2 separate regions of the Capra hircus genome follow, and region 2 is linked to region 1. Evidence: chromatin contacts called from public Hi-C data. All regions are on one chromosome and are shown on one strand. The core of a region is the stretch at or near the end of the contact, and the rest is flanking DNA. Distances in the headings are between cores, read along the strand shown.

Region 1 (3,777 bases), core at 359-2,858:
AGTTGCTTTTACCATGGCATTTACATTTTCTGTCTCCTCATTCTTTTGGGCAGCTACCTGCTCTATGCTGTCAAAAGGTCAAGTTTGTAAATAACCTGTATCTTTTGTTGACTAAAATCTCAACAAACTGGCATCTGCAGTATCTGTATCCTGTGAAGCCTTCCCTAACTTCCCATGATGACTTAACTCCTTGTACATAATCTTTTTTAGTTACTTAATCCAGTCATTATTTGATTACACATCTGTCTTTTTCAGTAATCTGGAGTCCTTTAAGATCAAGGAACTCTGCTTTCTCTTTTTGCTTTCAGTCCAGTATATAAACCTACCATGCCACAAACTTTTTAAAATATTAAAAAGAACCACTTTGCTGCTAAAGCTACAGAATACCATACCCTGTAATACACACATACATACATATATATTTTTTCATGGTCTTATATGCAGAGAATTAGCTTACCTGGCAACTCTCTTGGACCATCCCAACTGATGTGCACGAACTGCAACTTCTTGGTTAAGATGTCGTGCAATGTTTTTTATTTCTGGCTGCAAATTTTCCACCTAGCTAAAGAAAAAGTAGACTTTGTTATGAGCACATTAAAGATCTGTATTCATAACCACTCATAATTTTACTCTCTATTTCCTAAACTCATTTAAAAAAATGTAGTTTACTGGTTGTGTCAGGAAACTCTAAGATTGCTCACAAGCTGTTAACTTAAGATATCCTCAATTGCAATCAAATTAAAATTCCAGCTTATACACTTAACCAGTGTGATGTTGGGCCAATTATTCAACCACAAAAGTCTTGTTCCCTCTTATATAAAATGTATAACAGCACCTACTTCACAGGGTTATTTTAAGGATTAAATCAGCCCTACACTCCACACTTTCAATGTTTCAACCCTGCGTTTTCCAGTAATATAAACTGAAGAAACGGTAGTCTATATTGTGTCTTTAATATGTTCTTTGTAGCTACAGAGCCACCAAAGAATCTGCATTTACCTCTACCTGTGTTAATTCCTTTCTATAAGCTTGCTGCCTTAAAGGTGCTGATGATTAACAGTAAGTACTCCGGAAGTATCTGGGGACCTTACGCCCCGGTGAGACATGGACCCTCCTCACCACGGAAGTGGGTATGCACGGTCCAGGCGCGGCTCGGCACCCCTCACCTTGGCCAGGATGTAGTGCTGGTAGGCAGCCAGGGGTAGCGTGACGGCCCCGCGCAGGGCCACGGTGGTGAGGAGAATGCTGCCCCACCAGGGCAGGCCCGAGGCGGTGTGGGCGAAGAGCAGCACGTCCTCTGCGCTCTGCACCGGCGCCGAGGTAGCCAAGGCCTCGTACCAGCCTCCCGCGCCGCTCGGGCCAACTGCGGAGACCGATGCCACCGCCCACAATGGCAAAGCGGAGCTCTTGGCGCCGCCCGCTGGGGCCCTTGCGAGCGATGGGTCCAGGACACGGACCTGCAGGGTAGGCCGGGGCCGCAGCCACCTAACGCTGAGCCGGCACAGCATCTCCGCGCCAGGGCTGGGTCCGAAACGCCAGCCTCACGGACCAGGCACGCTCACACCGCTCCGCCGAGGCCTCTAAGCGCATGCGCCAGCAACCCCAGCGTAGAGTGGGCGGGATCCCGCGGGTAGCCACAGTTGACCTTCCCGGTCAAGCCAGTGACGTACTGAGTCGCACTAGAGATGACGCACGAGGCAGGAAAGTCCCACCTTTCCCACGCGGCACTGAGCAAGCCTACTGCGCAGACACGAAACTTTTGCGCTGCTGCGGTGGAGCTCCTCGAGGCTAGACCGGAATTGTAGTGTTGGGGGTGGGACTTGGCGCCCGGGGCGCGGCGAGGCGTTCTCTAGGAAACTCTCGTCCTGTAAAGTTGGTCTTCGGCATATATCTTCCGTTCTTTTTGACTTAGCTAATCATGTCATGGTTTAAGCTTTGTGGGGGCTTTTTGTGATCAGACGGTAGCCCTCCACGTCTTTATGCGCGCCCCGATTGCTTCCGCTAGGGATTGAGATTATACTCTACCTTGAACGCGTTGCTGAAATGCCAGTTTGGAGAGAGGCGTGTTTCTGTGTTGTTAAAATCAAGTCTTTATGCACTAAGCATATTTATAGTCTGTGCTATAAATATTTAATTTGCTCATTTGTCCTAATAGGCATTTTCAGAACTAGTTTTAGTGTTTCATCTTTCATTATAAAGAGCAGTAAAGTTTATTAAGAGTAAAGAACCATCTCCTGAGTTAAGGGAAATTATCACTGGCAGCACGGTGACTTCTTTATTGGGGCTTAACATCGTGCATAAACTTTCAGGAGCCTGAACAGCAACATCAGGTGTCTTCTGGTTAAAAGCAGAAGGCTAAATATACATGGACTAGTTTTTAGCTTTGTGTTCCTGGGAACACGATGGGATGACATGGAGTTTCTTAACATAATGATCATCGCTAAACCTAGAGGCCAAATTGTGTTGAGGAACAAAATCATTGATTAAAACGAAGGTGCCGGCCAATATTGGGGTAATGTCAAACTGGAGCTACTGTTCTTGCTTCACTGTGCACCTACCCAGGGGTACCAGATGTATTTTCGCTGGGTTCAGGAAGTGATCTTCCTTCAAATTGCATGATTAAATCCATTCATGAAATTTTATATGTTAACATGCACATCCCAACATATGTTACATACAGAATTTCTTTTCCAAAAGTAAAAGCCTGTATCACTGTCTCCCTATCCACTTGTCAAGTTAAAACAAGCAACCTATTGGTAAGTGGAAAACAATTTTACATGGAATTATCTTGGCCTGAAGGTTGAGGGAGCAAAGGAACAACTTCTATGCTGCTGCACTCCTCTCGCTGCAGAGACATGATAACATCAGGAGTTGGACTTTCCGCAGCGCCATTTAAGCTTAAGGACTGTGACCTTTGATATGTAGGAGAAAAGGAGTTGATGAAAGGAAAAAGATCCTAAAATAAAAACTCCACGTTTATGCATTCACTATTCAGATAATTTAAATCAACAATTTTTCAAGCTATTCCTCAAATTCCTAAGACTTCCTTCTGTGGATTCGTACTCAGGAGTTGAAGCTGGAACTTCAATGAGTGTAGGTTCACCTTTTCTGCTGCATTTTGGGGTCACAGGTTATAGTCTCATTTAAAAATGTTCCACTTCTCTAAGTTTGAATATTGTGACCTAAATAAAATGTATGAATATTTAACCTAATATCATATACTTAAAACATACAGTTTACAATTTGGTTAATGGAGATGATCGGGACGGGCTATCTACTTGGTATAGAATGTAGGGAGAAGTATTTGTCAATTACAAATACAATATACAAATATATATGTATGTACTGGTAACAAACATTGTGATACCCTGAGTATTTTGAGTGGAAAAGTATACTACAGAGTGACTATACAAATATTGGGGAAACCAGCTGAAATCATGTCAACCCTAATACTTTGCAAATGAATATATTATGTTTAAAAAGTTCATTTTAAAACATTTTTTAACATTTCTAAAAAGTTCAACTACTTGTTATTACCTTATTCCTGTCTTTTTATTCATACTACATCACATAGCTAACTTTTTTCTTAATTTTATTTAAAGCTTCGGAAAAACAAAGACTATATATTTACTGTCAGAAATTTCTGAAATTCTTATTCATCACTGTGCTTAACACAGGAATGGAGGTCAAAATGTGAATATAGTCTATTATATATATATATAGACAGTCTATATGTACAGTCATTTAAATTTCTCTCTTCCCAAATACACCTTCTCA
Region 2 (3,777 bases), core at 893-3,392, 170 kb after region 1:
CTAACTACCATAACAGATTTTATTGGAAATAAGGATCATATGCAAGTTGAGCTACACACTATTCTGAACATTCAACTAGGTCAATAAAAAATCTATCAGTACAAACCTACCCTTAGAATTCAGTAGGCTAAATGAAATGGTAGCAAGTGTCCATTTTTTTGGTATGCATACTTCAACGATTGCATCTCCTCAGATATAACTTCATTCAGTTTGAGGTAAAAGAGAATCTGGTCTTCTACTAATAGACAAGTCTCAAATTCTTCAAAAGGTTATTTCTTTATTTGAAATTAGGGAACCCAAGTTCCAATAATGCGATTTTCAAAAAACCCAGCCTTGTATCAAAATAAGCTGTGTTTGTGGAAAAGAATAAATGGTAAGTGGTACTTTTATTTAATTTAGTTGTTCTCTCTTATAACTAAATTTATAATCAGCCTTTAAAAAGCGGTTTTCCTTCTGTTGCCTTAAGTTACAACTTCTTTCTTCAGATCGAGATTTTTCTAGCTTCCATTTCAGGAAGCAGACAAGAGAGTTACAAAAGACCTGCTAACTAGGAAGGCCAACTCTTAGCTTGTTCTCAGTATGGTACGTTTTACTGAGCTTTTGGTTAAATGCCTTCTTTGAAGAATGAGGGCCTGCAACGCCGCCTGTCTGTGAACCCAGGAAAAATTATAAACAGTTATGAAACCAGATCACTAGGACAGACCAAGAGGCCTTCTTCCTATTCCAACTCACCACAACCAACCCTGGCTCCCAAGCAGCCTCTTAGGCTGCTCCACATTTCTGTGGAAAGCAACAGGGCCTAGCTTAATTCTTCCTCACCAAGGAAGCATTTGAAAATGTATGAGTATGTACATGTAAGGATCAAATACATTTTTCATCCACTGAGTCATATATTAATGTAAATGGATATAAGATCAGTTCATCCAAAATCTTTGAGAGATCGAGTACGTGAAGGTGACTTCAGCAGCCACAATTATGGTGGGGGGGGTAGGGGGGTGGGGTGGGAACCTGCAGCAGAACAGTATGGAAAAGTACAGCTTCTCACGTGTCTCTCACATACACAAATACTTAGCTCTCAGTCCATTACAAGCTTGCCTCCCCCTCAAACTGCTCCCCTCCACCACACTAGTGGGAGAAATCTACCAACCTCTTAATCTTTCCCCAAGAGACTCTCCTACCTATTATCTTACCCCTCCCGCTTTGGTCCCGCCCCCGCCCCAGGAGTAACAGGGCCCTACTGGCCTGAGGCCGACCCCGCCGGGTGTGCACACAGTCAATCTAACCAATTCCTTCCACCCTTAACCGTGTGAACCATGCCAGGGTAACGTGCTGTGCAGCAACTCTGTGGACTCTGCGGTCCTCCCACCCCCACGTGTCAGCTACCCTCCCCCACATGTCCACACCTCACGATTTCGGCCCGGGAAAGAAAGAGAGCGGTGGAAAGCCCAGCCCCGAAGACAGATCAAGCCCACAGGAATCGGTCCCCTCGCAAGTCCCCTCCCACCTTTGGCCCCGACCCTTTACACTCCCTTCCTCCCTTCTTCCTTTGAAAGCAGGCCCTTGCCTCAGAAACCTCTTCTTCCTCGTCGTCGTCGTCCTCTTCTTCCTCGCTGTTGTTGCTGCTGGTGCCGCCGCCGCCGCCTCCGCCGCCGCCGCCGCCGCCTCCGCCGCCGCCGCTGTTGTCGCTGTCGCTGCTGCTTTCGCTGCTGCTGGGGGGTCGGCAAGTCCGGTTACGCTTGGCCTTGTGGTGCTGCTGCTGCGGCGGCTTCTTCTTCAGGAGCAGATCGCAGACTCGCACCATCCCACGAGGAGACGAGGCCGAGCGAGCCCCGCTGCCGCCGCCAATGCCGCTGCCGACCTCCGCTGCTGCTGCTGCTGCCGCCGCCGCCGCCGCCGCCGCCGCCGCCGCGGGGGGGCCCGCCACCGCCGCCACCGCCGGGGGGCTCCCTTCTCCCTCAGCCGCCGCCACCGGAACCGTCGCCTTCTCCATCTCCGGGGAAAGAGGGAGGGCGCGGACGGGGGAGGGGCGTGGGGGCTACGCTCTACCGCGACTTCGGCCGCACCGGGGCCGACACAGCGCTCGGTGCCGCCTCCGCCGCCACCGCCTCGGTCACCTCTACTGCCGCCGCCGCCGCCGCCGCTCCGCCAGCTCTCACCTCGTCTCGCGATACTAAGGGCGGGGAGCCTGACGATGGGAGGGAGGGAGAGGGAGGGAGCGTGAGGGAGCAAGCGGGGGGTGGGGGAAGCGAAGAGGGAGACCCGGGTGGCCGGAGATCCAGCAGAGGGGAGACTACCGAGAGTCGGGGGAAGTGTGCCTAGGGCGACTTCCGATGGGGGGGACGGCGGGGACAGAGGAGGGCCGCGGTGATTGCCGTAGCGCCCGCTAGTACCCGGATCGCTTCTCTTTCCTCGCTATTTCCCCCACACACAACCCTTCAGACCTCCCTTCTTCCTTCCTCGCTGGTGTATAGAACGCAGCCGCAGGCGGAAGTACAAGTGACGCCATCAGCCGTCGCCTGAGTGGTGGCGCGCGGGTGGCCGAAAGACGAAAGTGAGACTTAGAGGGCCGGGTCTCCGGCCTTCGCGAGCGGGCGGTGCTGCGGTGCATGGGGCGGGCGGCTGAGCGGGCGGACTGGAGCGGAGCAGCCCGGGCCGGGTGGGAGCGGGTACGGAAGCTCGGGCCAGACGCTTTGTTAGCAGGAGGCCCGGACAGCCTGATCCGGGAGGTGGGGCCTGGTTCTGGACTGCCGTACGTAGTTTCGTTCCTGGCCATTTTTTCCACCGCCAAATGGTGAGTTAGGGCTTTGGATCTTGAGAGCTGGCGTAGTATGAAGGAAAGAGCCCCTTTTGCCTCAGTTTGAGTCTTGGATCATAGACTTCCTGAACCTGAGTTTACACTTGTGTTACCAACATAAGGAGTTCGATTAGTTGATGTCTGAGATCACTGCAACTCTAAAGTTTCCTCTAAAGGGCTGAAGACAGGAGAAGGAAGCAGGATATGTGCCTGACTTTGCAGACGTTTTAGTGAATGACCCCAATTTAGTCCTTCCACTCCATCACCTCGGCTTTTATCTGTGAAGTAAGCATCATAGGTAATCATCCTTGTCTGTGTTTCTCTTGGAAGGAATATTGTGATAGGGGTTGTGAGTTCATTTGTGGATGTCTGAAGAACTTGCAGGACTTTTGAAATAATAGCGTAGCTTATTGAACTCAATTAGCCCTTTCAGGTTCAATAAGGGCACAGCAGCATAAGGAAAATGAAGGAAACATCAAAGACAGATGTACTGGCACAAGATAAAAAGTATGTCTCAGCTGACATAGTTGCCATTTTAAGACTGCTAAGTTTAGCTGAGTGTGCCTGAATTTTTTTAGCTTTTTTTTTTTCTTTTTAGCATTGGCATACCATATGAAATGTGGGCAGTTGCCAGTAGTCTGCAGAGTACTATGGCAGAATTGGCAATGACTGAATCGATTCATTCAAGAAAAAAATTCATCATGTGCCTACTATGTGCATAGTTTCTAAAATCTAAGTCTCTGCTTCCAGGGGCTTTGCAGTGAAATAAGTGTTATAGTAAATACACAGAGAGTGCTAACCTTCTGCCTGTACCTCTTCTACAGTGGTTGCTAAGCGCAGAACAGTATTGTGCAGCTAAGGTGCTCAGTCGTGTCTGACTCTTTGCGACCCCATGGACTGTAGACCACCAGGCTCCTCTGTCCATGGGGATTCTCCATGCGAGAATACTGGAGTGGGTTGCCATGCCCTCCTCCAGGGGATCT

Evidence for each region. Hi-C and Micro-C count contacts between places; a contact is called where the count stands out from the background.
Region 2: a contact with region 1 is called in a Hi-C map of blood, with 4 times the contacts expected there. The contact joins the promoter of ANKRD17 here to the promoter of LOC102180747 in region 1. A contact is called at or near these places in 3 of 5 Hi-C or Micro-C datasets (blood and liver).

Annotation. Positions count from the first base shown.
Region 1 is chr6:88,706,484-88,710,260 of ARS1.2, forward strand. It overlaps LOC102180747 (mitochondrial inner membrane protein COX18), which reads right to left and starts at 1,609. Exons shown (of 6, transcript XM_018049561.1): 1 at 1,167-1,609; 2 at 458-558. The coding sequence starts at 1,508.
Region 2 is chr6:88,878,540-88,882,316 of ARS1.2, forward strand. ANKRD17 (ankyrin repeat domain-containing protein 17) reads right to left here and starts at 2,143. Exons shown (of 34, transcript XM_013964713.2): 1 at 1,565-2,143. The coding sequence starts at 1,990.